Regions from separate parts of the Sus scrofa genome. Here region 1 is linked to region 2. A link is a contact called in public Hi-C data. All regions are on one chromosome and are shown on one strand. The core of a region is the stretch at or near the end of the contact, and the rest is flanking DNA. Distances in the headings are between cores, read along the strand shown. Region 1 overlaps NRIP1 (nuclear receptor-interacting protein 1). Region 2 has its middle 160 kb from the start of NRIP1.

Region 1 (2,942 bases), core at 101-2,600, 89 kb after region 2:
TCAAAGAGTAGGATAGAAAATCAGTGTATATATGTTTCAGAATCATGAGTTGTGTATGTCTGTAGGCCTGCATATTTATTTATTCATTTGTTCTAACTGATCCTTGCCAAGTGACAATTCTGAAATCAATTTAACTTGCAGGTTCCTGACTCAACCATGCTCCCCAACACTTCCAAGCCTTTGTACCACTTAAAATAGGAATTGTCTATTTTTTAGTATCTTGGGTCACTTCTTCCCAAATCCATAGATTTAAGTGCTAAAAATAGGTTGAATCAGAAAAATTTTACAATGCATCCTAATCTTCTGCAATAATTTTCAAAGTATACATATAGGAAGAAACTCTGCTTATCAATAAGAGCAACAAAGTGATTCTTAATGGAGTTTATTATTCAACAGTGTAATTATCTAACAAAACCATGCCTTTTGTTTCAGCTGTTCAAACAATATATTGAATTTATCTTAAATTACGTTTATAAAGTCAAGAGTTATGTGGTGAATGTCCTTACTGAAGCATTCTGACCAAGAAATTATTTTTAAGGATACATAAAATACTGTTGGGGTAAATGTGTAATATAAAAGCTTTCCTTGTTAAATCAAGCATCACACCTGCTGTAGCTTTATATAATTTTCAAATTATGATACATGTATATGCACCCATTATCAGTTTTTCATTTTGCAAAATTATTTTTGATCACTTAAATAGGTTTGAATGAAATACCAGAATTGTCCTATCCTAGAATGTCCACTAATTTCTCAATTACCAAGGAAAAGGGAAAAACAAATAAATTAAGTATCAGTGAAAACTGAACTTCCACAATTCTCTGGTGGTCTGGTGGGTTAAGGATCTGGCATCAGTGCTGTGGCTTGGGTCAGTGCTGTGGCTTGGGTCAGTGCTGTGGTGGGACTTAGATCCCTGGCCTGGGAAACTTGCACATGCTGTGGGCGTGCCTCCCCCTCCCCCAGCCAAAAAAAAAAGGGGGAAGAAAAGGAACTTTTTTTACCAGGCAGAAGCAGACCATGAGTATAACAAAATTATCAGTAATGGGCATCAATTCATACATCAAACTTTGATCACAAAACCTATAGATATATTTTCTATTTTAAACAGAATTACTTATAAAATATATTTTATATACAAAGTCTATTTAGAGGAATCATTTATCACTTAATTAATAATTATGTTCTTTAGGTGCTGCCTAGGTAAAAGTGCTGCCTTGCTTTGTGAACTCTGACTTGACTTGCCAAAAATGGTAAAATTATCATGACATCATGCTTCCTGGAACAGCCCAGAACACAAAGCTTTCTAGATTGAGGATTTTAGTCAGTCTGTGGCAGAGAATATCACTTACAGACCCTATCCATGGACAGAGAGAAGAGTGGTCACAGTGTAAAGGGAAGAAGCCAAGGAACCCCATTGGTTCCCACCCCAAGGGATTAATGAGCAAAACAATAAGAAAATGCACACTGTACCTGAAGAATTTCTATGTCTTCAAATAGTAACATGTAACATTAAAATACATTTTTCAACTAGGGAGATGAAGCTACTGGCACACCACTGGTAGGCTACTCACTTTAAATGGTTTCATTTTGACTGTGAAACTGCCACCCATACCTCTCTATAACGTCTCCTTTGCTCATCAGTATACACGGCAAATGTCTGAAGTAAAAACCTCAGGAACTGTAGCCAGTAACTGCCCATCTGAGACAGGCTGTGCTGCTGTCCAGGTCTCGGGCATACTCAGTCCAGGAGCAGGGAGAGTCCGCGTGATTTGCCTCGGCACCTGATACTCAGATACAGATTGGGCTGCGGGGTAGAAAGGAGGCTTTAGAAGAGGCTCTATGGGCTGGAGAAGAAGCAGGAAGAACAGTGCTGGTAACATAGGTCAGTGTCTTTCTGACTTCACTTTACTGGACTAAAAATGCTTCCGGGTAATTTTTACTTTGGCAACTGAGATCATTAGAAACAACTACTACTACCTACTATGAACGTTATTTAATAAAATTAAAACATTTTAACATCAAAAATTTAAATACTTTAGCTTTGTGAGAATCTCCGTTATATACATCATTCCTTCTCTCCTTCTCTCTCCCTTTCTCTCTTTCTCTCCTTTTCTCTCCCTTCTCTCTCCCTTCTTCTCTTCCTTTCTTTCTTTCTGTTTTTCTTTCTTTCTTTCTTTCTTTCTTTCTTTCTTTCTTTCTTTCTTTCTTTCTTTCTTTCTTCCTTCCTTCCTTCCTTCCTTTCTTTCCTTTCTTTCTCTTTTCCTTCCCTTTCCTCTTTCCTTTCCTTTTTAGATAAAAAAGATATAGGGACTGGCACATATATGCCATACCTCTCTGTTTGTTCAATTCCACCATCACTTAAGTTCTTATATCAATATTTACTCTATATTTTGCTTTATTATTTTGGTACTTACTGTGCTTTCAATTATAGCATTTATATAAAATGAATAATGTGTTTTATATTTAAATCCTTGCCATTACACATGAGGATATGACTAAGACATAACCATGGGAAAAATAATGTGACGTAGAATAAAAAGAATAAAAAGTTCTTGACAGAACTTTCTGCTCAGTGTCCTTCTCCCCTTTCACCCACACAATCCTTACCATCATCATCACTTGATAAAATATATCAGAGTTAAAAATGCATCATATAACAATGCTCCATTTGCTGATAATCAAGCTCAAGGAATAAAATCTTTTACAGTCTGTAAGTCTCAGCTGAGGACTCACCCCTTCCCTCCTTGGGCAGCCTTCCCTGAACTATGCAGGCTGGGGACCTGCAGGACTCCCCAGCACTACTCAGTACATCTTTCAATCATCTCATTACAAAACTGCATTTTGCGCCGTTTATGCGTGGCCCTCAACTAGAGTGTAAAGCTCTTCTGGGCAAGGAGTCCACCTCTGTTGTCTTATATCCCAGCACCTGGCAGGGATCACAT
Region 2 (3,158 bases), core at 382-2,881:
AGCAGAAGTAAATTAGTGTAAAGCAGCTGAGAATGGCTGAGGCGATGGGTGAGTAAACATCTGTGATGTGACAGCAGTCAATTACATCTATAGCCACTTTGACCAGGCAGTGACCCCAGACCCACTACTACCAGGCCGAACAGACAGGCCTCCAGCCAGACCGCCATTGCATCTCCCCTCCCCTCCTGCTGCCTCTGCATGAAGGTTTGGGCCAAAGCCTCCAGTCACATCTCTCTTGTTTCTTGGGTCCAGGAAATGAGACCATCATTGCTCACCCCAGTCCAAACTTGCTTTATCTCAGAGTTCAGTATCAGCTCGGTCCTTTGTCACCACGCTGCTGGGAGGATCTCTTTTGTACAAGAAAAGAAGGACAGAATGTTGGAAGGGAACTCTCCTTGACAGATGGGAATGAGAGTGGTGTGAGTAACTAACTGGAGGCAATAAAGGTGTTAGCGAATCGCAGGAGGGAAGAGCGGACCAGGATGACTGACTCTTCCACACGCTGCGTGTTGCACCAGTGCCAGGGAGAGTTGCCTATCTCAGCTTCAGTGTTAAGAGCATGTGGCTCCCGCAGATTCACAATGCATGCATCGGCTTTCTCAGCATCACAAGCACTGGCGGGGTCCTCATCCACCTGACAGGGCTACCATCTCTTTGCCACCCTCCTTTCCAAAGCCTGTTCTCCTGGTCATCCCTCCTTTCTTTGTCCTAGTTCTTTTGTTCTTCTCCCCTCTGTTCTTCACATCTCTCTACATGATTTCCTCCTCTTCCTTTGGGATTTTTGTCTTAAAGTAAGGAGAGTCTCATCATCACGGTCAAGCCAGTGTCATGTAACCAATTACCCTCAAATCTAGCTCTATCCTCCATGTTAAGAAAACCCAGCTGTTGCTAAGAATGGTGTATCTATACAGTGTTTGTGTATGAATCATAGCAAGAATTCTTAAGGCAAGAAGACTGCTGAACCAAAAACTGTCATAACACAAAAGATCTTGAATGATTATTACCTCCCCCCAACTACATTCCATTTGACAACCAAGCAAATCACGACTTGGAAAAGTTAAATGTGTTCCTGAGGTTATACCAACCATCAGAGTGAAGGGGTCACTTAGGACCTAGGCTTCTGAATTCCCTATTTTATGAATTTTAACATAAAAATAAAAGCTACGGATCCTCTAGACCTCTATGCTGCATCCCTCTACTACAGAAGCAAACACAGCGAAAGAATCAGGGATGCTCTTTTGTTCTCCTGTTAAGTGTCTAACCTCAAGGAAGTCACTCACCTCCCTGGTTCTCGGTACTCCCTTTCACAGCTGAGGAGCCTGGACAGATCATATAGTTACTTCTAGTTCCAAAATTCAATGACCCTTTAAGCTTAACTCCTTTCACCAGAATACCTGTCATTTCTAGGTAAATGGTGTTCTCAGTCCTTTCTGCTAAAAGAGGTTAAGTAAATAAAAAGGAAAGATCGGGCTCTGCTTTTGGCCTAAATTATAACTTCATGACCAAGGATGAAAGAAGTTAATAGCAATAAGAAAGCTTCCAGAGTCTACCATTTACAATTTAAATACTTTACTTGGGAGGTTAAAAGTTCAAAGTTGAGTCATAGTCTGAGGTGGCTCTGCTCTTTCTTTTTAATTATCTGAGGTCAGGAAGTTAATAATACCAGAAATCCCCAGTGGAGACCTCTTGTGCACTGTGTGAACTTTAAACTTGCTCATTTTTTTTTTAAGGGTAAAAAGTTCAGTAAAAACACAGTGGACTTTTCCTCTGAGCCTCCACCCATTCATCCCCCAAGGTCAAAAGTTGAACTGTAAAACAGAAACCCTTGTTCTCTGATCCACATTTAAACAGATCACTTATTAAAAGGTAAACATTCCAAATGCAAGCTAAGATCCAAAGTGAATCTGTTCAATAAAAATAAAAATATTGTAATAAAATGTCTTTGATCTTTATCACTTGACTTGGAATTGAACATCAGAACTTATTTTTTTGAATCTCAGAGAAAGAGCAGTCGGTAAAGCTTTTTCCTAACCTATCTCTGCCCTGAGATTGGCTTATCTGGAAAAGTTAGATCTAAGATATTTTTTAAATAATTGTGTTTACAGTCTCATCTTAAGGCAATTTTTACAATGAATTCTACATGATTTACATTTGTTTGTTTTGCTCAAAAACAGTTCAAGTGTGGTTTAAATCAGAAAGATTTAAAGGACTGTGGAATTAAGAGGTTTGCTGAAAATGAAGAGGGATGTGGAGAAAATAGAGAAATGGATGAATGAACACAATGAACCTCCTGGGAATAAGGAATGGACTATATTTGAAAACTTCAAATGTTAAAGTTCAAAAATGGAGCCATGAGAACAGTGGTAGAGCCCTAAATATGTACAGTTGACCCTCCATCTCTGCAGGTTCCACATCTTCAGATTCAACCAACCATAGATCAAAAATATTCAGAAAAAAAAATTCCTGAAAGCCCCATAGATGCCAAGGGACGGCTACATTTAATAAGGATAAGACTAGCTTTCTTAAAATAAAAATGGCAAATTTAAGAAGTATGGAAGAGCCAACTAAATACTAACCTAATCCAATCAATTTGCTTAGAAAAACTCCCTGAATCACCATTAGACTGTTATGGTATGTACCCCCAAAGTGTCCTTTTCTAATAAAGTAAATAATATATGTGTCTACTTTTTTTCAATGTATACTCTTTGAGAATGCTTTTCCTTAAAAAAAATAATAAATAAAAAGTCCATTCTGTGAATGAACATTTGCTCCAAAAATCTTTTAAGAAATCACCTGTGTCATAATTTATCCAAATATTTTTCTACCTTAATAATTTTTGGACAGCTTAATGAGAAAAGTAGAGAAAATAGTGAGAACCTTGAAATAAAGGTTTACAATGAACACATGCATAATAAAGACTTTTCACTGATGTCAGTTAAGTTCTTCGACTTTCTGATTAATTTTAACACAAACTAAAACTAGAAGATACAGCTCTGAAGAAATTGTGACCTAGACCCATTTACACTTGAAGTAATTTTCACAACATCCTCTGGGACTCCTGGATGCAGCTGGATGACCCAGACCCAGGAATGACAAGCCAGGAAGGAAGCGGGGAGAACACATGGGGCTACTTCCTCTTCTTAGGACTCCCCTCTCAA

The links. Hi-C and Micro-C count contacts between places; a contact is called where the count stands out from the background.
Region 1: a Hi-C map of liver shows a contact between it and region 2, with 6 times the contacts expected there. The contact joins two enhancer-like sites. A contact is called at or near these places in 4 of 47 Hi-C or Micro-C datasets (embryonic fibroblasts, liver and skeletal muscle) and 1 of 2 datasets of contacts at active chromatin or transcription factors (alveolar macrophages).

Annotation. Positions count from the first base shown.
Region 1 is chr13:179,840,906-179,843,847 of Sscrofa11.1, forward strand. All of the region lies in intron 2 of NRIP1 (nuclear receptor-interacting protein 1), which reads right to left. Among named protein-coding and RNA genes, the nearest start is that of NRIP1, 74 kb to the right of the region's middle. Within about 2 kb of position 1,351, at least 13 of the 83 cell types and tissues checked have an H3K27ac peak or open chromatin away from gene starts, as enhancers often do. A contact at or near this core is called in liver, where this site is marked.
Region 2 is chr13:179,751,715-179,754,872 of Sscrofa11.1, forward strand. No RefSeq gene overlaps it. Among named protein-coding and RNA genes, the nearest start is that of NRIP1, 160 kb to the right of the region's middle. Within about 2 kb of position 1,632, at least 8 of the 83 cell types and tissues checked have an H3K27ac peak or open chromatin away from gene starts, as enhancers often do. A contact at or near this core is called in liver, where this site is marked.